3 separate regions of the Zea mays genome follow, and regions 2 and 3 are each linked to region 1. Evidence: chromatin contacts called from public Hi-C data. All regions are on one chromosome and are shown on one strand. Each heading gives the region's core, a stretch centred on a gene start, on an enhancer-like site or on the middle of the called end of the contact. The rest is flanking DNA. Distances are from core to core; before and after follow the strand shown. Region 1 holds the start of LOC100501122 (DNAJ heat shock N-terminal domain-containing protein). Region 2 has its middle 7.0 kb from the start of LOC109944512. Region 3 holds the start of LOC100383579 (2-oxoglutarate dehydrogenase E1 component).

What was found. A called contact is a pair of places that touch in the nucleus more often than the background predicts.
Region 2: a contact with region 1 is called in a Hi-C map of ear, with 2.1 times the contacts expected there. The contact joins the enhancer-like site here to the promoter of LOC100501122 in region 1. A contact is called at or near these places in 2 of 25 Hi-C or Micro-C datasets (ear and leaf).
Region 3: a Hi-C map of leaf shows a contact between it and region 1, with 6 times the contacts expected there. The contact joins the promoter of LOC100383579 here to the promoter of LOC100501122 in region 1. A contact is called at or near these places in 11 of 25 Hi-C or Micro-C datasets (bundle sheath, ear, endosperm and 4 more).

Annotation. Positions count from the first base shown.
Region 1 is chr2:72,012,443-72,016,371 of Zm-B73-REFERENCE-NAM-5.0, reverse strand. LOC100501122 (DNAJ heat shock N-terminal domain-containing protein) reads left to right here and starts at 2,312. Exons shown (of 2, transcript NM_001195932.1): 1 at 2,312-2,367; 2 at 3,450-3,929. The coding sequence starts at 3,612.
Region 2 is chr2:72,422,459-72,426,226 of Zm-B73-REFERENCE-NAM-5.0, reverse strand. No RefSeq gene overlaps it. Among protein-coding and RNA genes, the nearest start is that of LOC109944512, 7.0 kb to the left of the region's middle. Within about 2 kb of position 1,691, at least 18 of the 20 cell types and tissues checked have an H3K27ac peak or open chromatin away from gene starts, as enhancers often do. A contact at or near this core is called in ear and leaf, where this site is marked.
Region 3 is chr2:71,569,730-71,573,917 of Zm-B73-REFERENCE-NAM-5.0, reverse strand. It overlaps LOC100383579 (2-oxoglutarate dehydrogenase E1 component), which reads left to right and starts at 1,377. Exons shown (of 10, transcript NM_001176227.1): 1 at 1,377-1,440; 2 at 1,558-1,704; 3 at 1,828-3,508; 4 at 3,737-3,963; 5 at 4,048-4,188. The coding sequence starts at 1,946. LOC118476322 reads left to right here. Exons shown (of 5, transcript XM_035965296.1): 4 at 1-428; 5 at 499-885.

The sequences.
Region 1 (3,929 bases), core at 1,063-3,562:
CTCTACTGTAATTTTCTTTTATGTGCGTAATAGAATCTTATATGGTTCTGTCAAATCTAAAAGGCCTAGTTGTTATTTTGTTGTTTCTCTTTTGGGACGTATCAACTTGTTACCAGTAATTCTGGCTTCCTGCACAACTTTCCTGTGTGCTTGGTCCCATATATAGACTGCACCTGGGATCTGGGAATAACGACCTGAAGAGAAAAGAATCAGGATTGTTACAATGAACATTAACTTGGACCACGGAGCTCTTCCAGCCTTGTCAAATTGTGTTATCGGAGCTCCAAACTTACCAGGTATGAACAGTTCCTCTGAACTGTTTCTATTCTGAAGCTGGAACACACAATGGGCCAAGTTCCAGTGCATTTTGCAATACTAGGTATCTGTTCTTATACATATTTCCGTTACTAGCATCGCTGTATTTGCAGAAAAGCTACAGTAACATCAGAAACACTGACTCTCACTGCTTGGCATTTGCTCTGTCTAAAAAAATGATGATCCCTATCCCTTTTTCTTCCTGAGCTTCTGAACGTAAAATGTACCAAAATGGTCTTATTTTCTCATGACATCTGTGTTGTCTTCCTATTCAGCTGAAGGATCAATCAGTTACCCAGCTGTTCTACACTGGCTATACACTGAGCCCCAGGCTGCTAATTCGTCAACAACTGAAAAGTTTGAAGTGGATGAGAAGGACCTACAAGCTCACTTTTATTTCTCTACTCCTGGCCAGTGGCCACCCGCGTCTCTGAATCAGCTCCTACATATTTCTTGAGCACTTTCGGCCTTCTGGCCATTGGGTGAGCAGCTCTCAACAGCAATTCCAGCTTCAACCCTTCAAGTTCATTTACCTCAGGGGCGGGCAACAAGACCATCCTGCATTCTTGCTGCTGCATGTCCATAACAGCACCAGCGCATCATTATGTCCTCACCAGCTGTTCCATTATAAACTCTGAAGTGTGATCTTGATTAACGTTCTATTACAAACTCTAAGCCAGTAAGCCTCTAAGGACCCTTATGTTCGTCCATATCATCTGCTGTCTTCTGGAACTGGGTGCTGCTTCAGCTGAAGGTTGCAGTTTTATTGGAAGCTGTGGCAAATGCTCATGTTCTGTACTTTACAAGCTCAATATAATCCGTATTTATCACGTATGAACCAGTTGCAGGATTACTCTGTCTGTGAATTGTTGTTACACTGACAGAAGAAACGTCAACAATGTTAGTACTTGCTCTAGATATTTTTGTGTTAGTGCTGTTTATTTTACTACTGTGTTCCTTTTTCAGATACCCGTACAGAGAAAAGAAGTGCTGGTGAGTGATGATGTCGAGAGGGAATGCTTAAAGACTAGTAACAATGGGAGTGGGTCCCACACTTGGGAAAAAGGACATCTGAGGGCTAGTTTGAGAACTTATTTTTTCAAGAGATTTTTATTTTCTTAAGAGAAATTAGTTTATTTTTCATTTGAAAAATATAAATTACTTGGTAAAATGGATTTTCCAAACTATCCATCCGTGTCTCACACAAGAGATATCTTCTCCAGTGGAGGAAAAAGAATAGAGCTAAGAGAGGAACCTTTTTTGGCTGGTGGTTGTGATATATTAACCATAAGTATATAGCATGTGAAAGTCCTGATATATCCCTGGCATTTTGTTGTTCCAGCAACAGCACCAGGTTACCCCGCGCTGCTGTGATTTTACACAAATAGCCCTTAATAAAGTGTCACGTACGCATACGACTAGTATATCGCGTAGCTGTACGCAAGCAAATTACTTCATGAGTGCCTTTTGCATGTCTGAGTAATGTGGGGCCCGCCAGGAGGACATTAGAGCCATTTCCCATATCGAGCGCCCTTGTGCTGGGCTCAAATCTCCAGCTAAAACAGTAATCGGTCTCTTGATCCCAAATAAATTCGGCAACCATCTTCTTTGCTTTTATATGCACGTATTTTTTTTGTGAAATAAAGAGGAAAAAGCTTGGAAATCCCGAGAAAGCCCCTGGCTTAGGGCTGAACCCGTTATTTGGGCTGCAATGTTACCGGAATTAATTTGGGGCGCCGAATAGGGGCAAAGTTCGAAACTTTTGGAGCAAACAACAACAAAAAAAAACAGAGATGGAATAATTTATTTCCCTTTTTACAGGACACACATGACCTGACCTACTCTTTTTCTACTACTACTGTGCTGCAGCAAGCTACATGACCCTTCTCAGCACATTGCCGTCGTGTATTGCAAAATTTCGGAGGCTTTGACTAAAAAAGCTTCGTTTTTTCGAGCTTGCTCCTGCCCCGAAATAAAATTCGGGGCCCCAAAAATTCGCAATTCTGGGGGCTGGCCCCCCGAATTAGCGCGCCTCCCGGAGATCCGGCGCCGGTGAGTCCCCAGTCGATCCCTCTCTCTGTCAGCTTCTGGTTGAGGTGCGTCTCGCCGCCGGCCGCGGCCTGGCGCGGCGGCAGATCTGGCGGGCGCCTAGGGTTAGGCCCGTCTCGCCGGGAGTCCCCGATCCATCAGTAGGGGGCGGCCGCCGCGTCTTCTTCCCCCGCAGCCGAGATCGCCCCTCCGCCCGCCGCCTGAACCCTTCTCCTCCCTCCGCTCGCTGCGCCGCAGCCCGGAGAGGAAACCGCGCTCTGTCGACCACCGCCTGGGGCCCAGCGTCCTCGCGACCTGCTCCGGCGTGGCGTCCGCTCTCTGCAGCCCCAGCGTCCCCGCGACCGGCCCCGCGCGGCCGCCACACAGCTCCGCTGCTAGGTCTCCGTCCCCACATGACTCAGATCCAAACACCATGGTCTCCGTTCCCCATGAGCCCATGAACCAAACACATAGTCAGTTCCTTCTCTTCTTAAGGCTGTGGATCACGCGGATCGAGGCGTTTCTTCGATTCTAGCTGGGGTTTGGGGGAGGTGTTCGTGAACTGGATTCAAGGTGCCTCCTACTCCTAGGGGCCTGGTTTGTTTGTTTCGCTTGGTTTTTTTTACATGCTATTGTCGGTGAGGTTCGATATTTGTGGGCGTGTGTAGAAAGTTTGGATCTTTTGTTCCACTTGTTGCTATGAAAGACACCATTTTTTGTCGTGGGAATTGTTGGAGGAGTTGCTTGATCTGCTTAGTTTAGCAGCTGTAGATCAAGGATGGAATCGGAGTAAGGATGCTCGGGAGCCCGAATTTAGCGAAGTGAATCTCAGTGTTGCATAGTGGTTTGATGGAAGTACATGCTCTTTCCGAGCTGAAATGTCAGTTCTCCATGAAATAGAGCTATCGATAAGTATGGTTTAACTGTAGCCCTCACTTCTAATTTCCTTTGGATCTGAAATGAATTGGTTGAAATGTGGTAGTTTACTTTTCTGGGACCTCTTAAGTGCTTATTTACATGCGTTTTTGTAATATATACTGTTACGTCATGAGTTCTTCCGTTTTGATGTTTGTTGAGATTTCTAATCTGGATGTACTTAACTGCAGGCCCAGGCAGTGAAGATTTCTAATCTGGATGTACTTAACTGCAGGCTAAGGCAATGAAGATTTCTAATCTGGATGCACACTTAATCTTGTCCAGTTCTTGATCTTGGGCTTTGCTGCTTCCTCTCAAGTTAGTTTGTTGGCCAATCGAGTCCAGAGGCGCAGATGAGTGAGGAGTACAATATGGATGTGGCCCTAAAAGCCAAAAATGTTGCTGAGACCAAGTTCCATGCCCGAGACATCAGGGGTGCTCGGAAGTATGCACTCAAGGCCCAGAATCTCTGCCCAACACTTGAAGGCATATTGCAGATGGTCTCAACGCTTGAAGTTCATCTTGCAGCTGAGTCCAAGATTGATGGAGAGAGTGACTGGTATAGGATATTGTGTCTAGGTGCCTTTGCAGATGAAGAGGAGGTGAGGAAGCAATATAGGAAGCTAGCTCTGCTGCTGCACCCAGACAAGAACAAGTCTGTTGGTGCTGAG
Region 2 (3,768 bases), core at 442-2,941, 410 kb before region 1:
TTGTAACACCCAAAATACCTATTTTGAAATTTGAAAGAGGTTCTCCAAAAGATGTCCTTGATAAAGATCTTCATATCCATGAAAATACTTTCTTGGAACACATAAATGACAATATTAAATTGTTCATATATATATGTTTGAATAATTAGACTGGAATTCTAATAAAATAAATAAATATATCTATATATGGATTTTGTTTGTTTGGAACACAAGTGTCGGTACCCTGAATCAGGGGTACCCCTACTACAGTATGAAGACGCGGTGCTCGTACGATGTCCCCTAGCCACACGGTGAACATCACCCAACCCCGCCACGTGGGCGGCTCAAGGGGCACCACGTGGCGAGAAAAGATGATGCATCCCAGAATGTATCATTTGGATCGGACCTCCTCGAAGGAGCACCGGACCCCTGTACGCACAACCCGGACCCCCAATTATGGCCCGGGACTCCCAAACAAGCATGCCGGGTCCCTTGGATGGGGCCCAGATCCCTTCCAGTAAGGTCCGGACCGCAACAAGGTCCCAGGACAGGGGATACCCTGGCGTAAGCAAGGGTCCGGTGCTGACACGTGTCCAGGCCTTATCATGTGCGCTTGCGCTCCCCGCTCAGGCGGAGACCCACTGCTGTCGCGTGGCTTGTAGCCCGTGACATAAGCCAGCGAGCGGAGCCTAACGTAAGGCCTCTAAAGCCGTGTGGTCTCTGCATTTATTGCGGAGAGGACGCGCTGCCTACCCACCTTGCTGACAGGCAATGTGCCCCCTCAGCATTTAATGTGTCCTGTCCACTCCACTGGCAGGCGGCGCCAGGGCCATCCTGCAGATGGCGCACCTGTCCAGTCCATTATCAAACAGTGCGCCCGTGCCGCTCGGCGCACTGTGCTCATCATCCCTTATACGAGAAGCTTCCTCTGCACGCCGATACTACACAGATCTCGGATGTCAAGGCGCAAGAAGATTGCTCTAGCGGCGAACATTTGTAGCTCCAAGTGCTACATCTGTTATGATCCTGGGCCCACATGTCGGGGCTCAGTACCTTTGTGCATGCCCCCCTTAGCTATAAAAGGGGAGGCATGCAACGTTACAACACAAGGTTTTAGACACAGACTGAGACCCAACTTAGATTCTGAACTCTCAAGCTTCCACAACAATCCAACACACAGTGGAGTAGGGTATTACGCTTCGGTGGCCCAAACCACTCTAAACTCTCGCGTGTTCATGTGCTCGGTAATCGCTTAGCCGGACAGGCAAAACGCTTAAGCCCCTTCCTTATCTTAGGATTAAGGGCGGGTGCACTCCGCCACCCGGCCGGAGAATTCCCTCTCTGACAACAAGCATTCCTATTGAATTATATATTATGCCTCTAAACTTAAAGAGATATGATAAATAAGTAATAATACCGAAAATAGTAGGATTTATATGACACACTAGGGTTGGAATCTGTTTCAAATTTGAAACAGAAAGATGAATCAAAATTGAATTCAAACTTGAAATTTGAAAATGAAAACCAAAAGAGGAAAATAAAAAAAGAAATGAGAATGTACCCGTATTGGGCATGAATCCTCAGCTGACCCAAATTCTCTCAACTCGCGCGGCCCACCAATTCCCTTTCACGTCGGCCCAGCTCCACGTTGCGCAGCCCAACCCGCGCTTGGTCAGCCCAGTTGTCCCCCGCGTCACGATTGCTGGGTGACAGGTGGGACCAACCTGTCTGCGTGACCTCCACTCACGCGTACGCAGAGCACTCCCTTCTGATCACTGGACTGCGGGCCCGCCCTGTTAACCGGACTCCTTCAACAGAACCCGTCGTCTTCCCCCTGGCCATTCTCAACAGATGACGCGCGTTGCTCGCGCATCTCTGGACTCGATTCCCTCTGGCTGAAGTCCGAGGCTTCAGCAATATAAAGGGGGGTGGAGGGCACCGCAGCCACCCCATCCACTCGGTGCCCGTCGGCCACCTCGGGCAAAGCCAAGCGCCCCCACTAAGCATCCAGGAAAGAGAGAACCGAGAAAGAGAGAGAGAGAGAGAGTTTCACTGTCGGTCAGAGATGACGATGGAGCTTGTCCGTGACGCGCGTCACCGGACCTCGGCATCGGGCTAGGGAGATCGGCAAGTTCGCGCTGGACGCAGGGGGTGTTCCCTGTGCTTACAGCGTTGGGAGGGCACCGCGTTATCACCGCGCGAAGAAGATCGAGTGGGACTGCCGTAGTGCGTCGCTGCTCGTCCCTGGGCTGAGCCACGGTATGCCTCCATTATTTTCTCGCCGTTACCACCCCTTTGATGTTTTAGCTTATACGGCGGGAGTGCAGGGCAGGTCCGCCATCATGGCGCGCGGACGTCGGTGTCTAGGAGTCGTGAGGAAGAAGACACCAGTAGGTCCGTTGATCCTGTGACTGACGACCGGGATGAATTCTTGCATACCGATTCGTAGGGATCTCATCTGGAACGTAGGATGAGCAATAAGTGGCAGAGATTAGATCCGCGAGTCATTAAATCCTGACCGTAGATTATGAATCGTGTGGCCCCGTTATGTACCGATTCGTAATAGCCTAGGTCTAATCTAGGCCCTTGTGTCTGGGTCGGATGGCTCAGAATCCATCATATCTCTTCGCCATGCCATTTCACTAAAGAGACCCTATGCTTTTAGGTATTCAACCCGCGGTCCTGGCGCCAGTCATTCTGGGTCTTGGGAAGACTTATACTGAGACCCCTACACATTCTAATAATAGTGCGCCCGGTCCAGAGAATTGATTATTTAGATAAATAGTTAAAGAAATTGAATTTTAATACCAAAATAATTCCAAAGAACTTATATAATTCATATTAAATTCATTTTAGCTCAAAATTAATCCATTCCAAATTCTATAATTTATAAAATTGTTGTTTATCATTTAGTGTCTCTGTTTTGACATGAAAGCCACATTAAAATTTATACCTTAATTAATCTTGTATCAAATACATAAAACCTTCAGAAATTCATAACTCTTTCATTTTAATTCCAAATTGACTCGTTCCAGTTGCGTTAGCTTCGTATAAATATTTACTACGCAGTAGCAACATTTGTTATATGATATCCCCTACTTTTATAATTAGGTAACTAATTGGATTAAACTATGTCTATTGGATTAACTTCTTTAATATTAATATAATATTATGATCTTAGGATTATAACTTGACTAGATGATCTTTAATCAAATAATGACCTAGATTAAAGTTGAGACAGTTATTTAGAGAATAACCTCTCATATAATTTATATTAACCCAATTATAATATAGTTTAATATTTTAATCACACAAATCTTTTACAAAATCATAACTCCTTGATCGTAACTCCGATTTTAATAGTTCTCGATCTCGTGATCTCGTAGCTTCGCGTAGATCATTATTATTTAGTTTGTACTTATGTTTGGTGTGATGTTAATTTTATCTATACCATGTCTGTTTGTCTTTCTACGACTAGCGATGAGATCACGTGGATCTGAAGAATCACCCTGGTAACTGGAATCTCAAGTGCCAGGCAAGTTGTGCCCTTGATCCACTTTTGTTACCTAATAATATTCTTTATTATCACTATTCAATGCATAGGTTTAATTTTGATGGGAACCAATAGGTCACCCTAGTCTGATTATCTTTTACCTTGTTTACTCTGAATCACTTGGGTAGTTTTGCTATTGCTTTATACAGTTTTGGGTTAATATTTCATTATATCCATGTTCCTATAACTTTGTTATTCTATTTATGTTCATGTCAAGATCATTAATGTTAATTGGA
Region 3 (4,188 bases), core at 128-2,627, 440 kb after region 1:
CAGAGAAAACTTAGGATCAAAAGTTGTTTGGAGGGTGGAGGTGGTGGAAAACCCAAAAAAGATGCAAAGGTGGCTGCTGTAGAAGCTGAATGGGGGACAAAGAAACAAATGATCCGAGGAAAAAGAAAGTGCAAAAGATGTGGAGAGCTAGGGCACGGAGAAACAAGCTACAAGTGTTCGCTAAATGGAACAAAAAAGAGGAAGAGGAAACCACGAAAGAATACCACTAAGTATGGAGAGAATGCCAAACTACCAACAAAAAGGAGAGGCCAAAATGTGGAAGAGACAAATGCTGCTGTAGACCAAACTGCGCAAGAGACAGCTAATGCATACCAAGATGTGCAAGAGACAAATGCTATCATATCAAGTCCTATCAGACCAAATAGAGAAACAATATTACAGGATAGCCCTGTTAGATTGACTAGAAGGTCAGCACTATTTGTGAAGTTATCTGTGTTGCAACTAATTATAACTGCATTCTAATTCATTTTTTTGCAGGGGCTTGCTATGTTGCTTGGGGAGAGCACAAGCGAGCAGGCTGACTTCAACCTTGGCAGCAACAAATATTTGAATGTGTCGCCAACAAAGCTTGCAACAATAAAGAATGCAAAGCCTGCAAAAAAAATAACACCAAGGAAGAAGAACCTGACAGCAAGTGAATGACACCAAGGAAGAAGAAGAACAACAAATATTTGAATGTGTCTGTTTGAACCTGTCTGAAATCAATATGTATGAACTGTGTGACTCTTTGTATGGGTCGAATGTGTGTAAAATTTACTATCTAGCTTTCTGAACATATATGAAACCAGTGAGTCTAAACTGTGAACATCTATGAGGTCATTTGAACTGTGAACACCTCTGAAATTTCATGTGAATTTTGTCGTTTGGTGTGCTGAAAACTTTGCGCCAGCTTTGTCATTTGAATGCTGTTTTTTTGCTGAAAACATGTGCATTTTTTTGCTTGGTCTGAATGCATGTGAATGCTGTGCGCTAGAAACTGTGAAAAGAGCCAAGGGTACAATTAACGTGTGAATGCTTGGTCTGAATAGGGTATTTGAAACTCTGAAACTGTGAGCAGTTTGGACGTGTACAGTTTTGGAGGTGTGCAGTCAGTCTAGGCACCAACTTCGTTCGTGTACAGTTAACAACGTTAAGAGCCAAGGGTATAATTGTCAGTTAAAGTGTAAGAGTTAACGTCCAGGTCAGTGAAGAAGTACAAATGGCATTATATCTGTGAACCGTTGTTTGAAACTGGCAGAGTAGCGAAGCACATTGCCCATGATGGCAATTGGGCGAAGCCCGCCTTTGATAATGGTGAACGGGCAAATAACTCGCCCTCGAAGCATAACCGTTCCCATCCTCCTTTCCCGAACAACCGGAGCGCGGCGCGAGACAGGCCTCTACTCCCCGTCTCCCCCGCTCCAGCTGACCTCGCCCACTGTAAGCCCCGCCCGCTCGTTGCGCCCTCCGTGCCGGATTCCGTCACGCGGTTTTCTGTCGTGATCCGATCGGTTGTTTGCTGCGGAATCAGCTTAGTGATTGTTCTTAATTCTCTAGGGTTGTGGGGAGAGATCGCGTTCATCAGTGCCCTGTACGGAGTGACCGATCTCGGATGAGGACCGATATGCCAGTTTTGCTGTGATTATTGATCTGTGCGGTGCGTAATCGATCGAGATTTAGTTTGATTTGGGAAGCCCAGAAGCAGTACGTGCGAAATTCAGTTCCCTTCCACGAGCCCCCTTCCACTGGAATTTCGGTGCCTAATTTGTTGTTGTTCCTGCCGCTCTCTATATAGAGATCTTAATCAAATCTCCTGTTCTGGTGCAGAGGGGGACGTGCGATCGATCACGTGCGCGGCGACTGATGGCAGGCTAGATTCCGGCAATCCACAGTCAGACACATACATTTTGCGATCGATTTTTGGTGAAGCGACCTTGATCTGAAAATGGGGCTGTTCCGGGCGGCGTCCGGTCTGGCTCGTTTGGCGCTGCGGCGGAACCTCTCGCGCGCCGCAGCGAGCCCCTTCGCCGGCAGCGGTGGCGCCGTCCCGGGTGCAATGCCGGCGCGGTACTTCCACTCCACACGCCCGCGCAGGTTCGCCGCGCCCGCGCCCCGTGCGGTGCCGCTCTCGCGCCTCACCGACAGCTTCCTCGACGGGACCAGTAGCGTCTACCTCGAGGAGCTGCAGCGAGCATGGGAGGCCGACCCCAACTCCGTCGACGAGTCCTGGGACAACTTTTTCCGCAACTTCGTCGGCCAGGCTGCCGCCACCTCGCCTGGCCTCTCCGGGCAGACCATCCAGGAGAGCATGAGGCTGCTGCTGCTCGTAAGGGCGTACCAGGTGAGCGGCCACCTGAAGGCCAAGCTCGACCCACTGGGGCTTGAGGAGCGCCCAGTCCCGGATGTGCTGGACCCGGGGTTCTATGGATTCTCTGAGGCAGACTTGGACCGTGAATTCTTCCTTGGGGTGTGGATGATGGCTGGGTTCTTGTCCGAGAACCGGCCAGTGCAGACACTGCGTTCCGTGCTGGAGCGGCTCGAGCAGGCTTACTGCGGCACCATTGGGTATGAGTACATGCACATACCTGACAGGGAGAAGTGCAACTGGCTCAGGGATAGGATCGAAACAGTTAACCCAAGGGAGTACACTTATGATCGTCGTCAGGTCATGCTGGATAGGCTTATCTGGAGTACACAGTTTGAGAATTTCTTGGCGACCAAGTGGACGACTGCAAAACGGTTTGGTCTTGAAGGCGCTGAGACTCTGATCCCTGGCATGAAGGAGATGTTTGACAGAGCAGCTGATCTTGGTGTAGAGAGTATTGTCATTGGGATGCCGCACAGAGGCAGGTTAAATGTCTTGGGAAATGTTGTGAGGAAGCCCTTGCGACAGATATTTAGTGAGTTTAGTGGTGGTACCAAGCCTGTCAATGAAGGGGAGGGGTTGTATACAGGTACTGGTGATGTCAAATACCATCTTGGAACTTCATATGACAGGCCTACCAGGGGCGGGAAACATATCCATCTGTCACTGGTTGCGAACCCAAGTCATTTGGAAGCAGTCGATCCTGTTGTTGCTGGGAAGACAAGAGCGAAACAGTACTATTCCAATGACCGTGACAGGACCAAGAATTTGGGTGTGTTGCTGCATGGTGATGGTAGTTTCTCAGGGCAGGGCGTTGTGTATGAGACACTGCATCTCAGTGCCCTTGAAAACTACACCACTGGTGGGACAATACATATCGTGGTCAACAATCAGGTTGCTTTCACTACTGATCCAAGGTCAGGGAGATCCTCTCAGTATTGCACAGATGTAGCGAAAGCATTGGATGCGCCGATTTTTCATGTTAATGGTGATGATTTGGAGGCCGTGGTTCATGTCTGTGAGCTCGCTGCAGAATGGCGACAGACATTTCATTCAGATGTAGTGGTGGACATTGTATGCTACCGGCGATTTGGCCATAATGAAATTGATGAGCCGTCCTTCACCCAACCTAAGATGTACAAGGTACACACTCTTCTTTGTATCTTGTACCCCATCTAGTTAGATGCTGAAGGGCAGAAAAAAATATGAATCTATCATGTATTTTTTGGTATCATAATCAGAAGAAATCTTCGAAATCTGAAATCAACCTTGATTCTGAATAATCAAATTTGGTGGAGTTTCAGTATTATTTGTCACCGTCAAATGTGTGATTGTGCCCATCACATTTGGAAAGTTTTCTGTTTGTGCCAGGTGATTAGGAACCATCCAAGTGCGCTTGAGATTTATCAAAGAAAGTTGTTAGAGTCTGGAAAGATCTCAAAGGAAGATATTGATAAGTTAAACAAGAAGGTCAGCACTATACTTAATGAGGAATTCCAGAACAGCAAGGACTATGTTCCCAACAAGAGGGACTGGCTTTCAGCTTACTGGACTGGGTTCAAGTCACCAGAGCAGATTTCGCGTATCCAAAACACTGGGTAAATAGATCTTCCTGTTTAGTTTGACTCTTTCTGCGTTTCTTCACATTTTAAGTGATCTATATCTGACAATCAACCGTGCAGAGTCAAGCCAGAGATTCTAAAACGAGTTGGAGAAGCCATGACTACTCTACCAGAAAATTTCAATCCTCACAGGGCTGTGAAGAAGATTTTTTATCAGAGGCGTCAGATGATCGAGACTGGAGAAGGCATTGATTGGGCAGT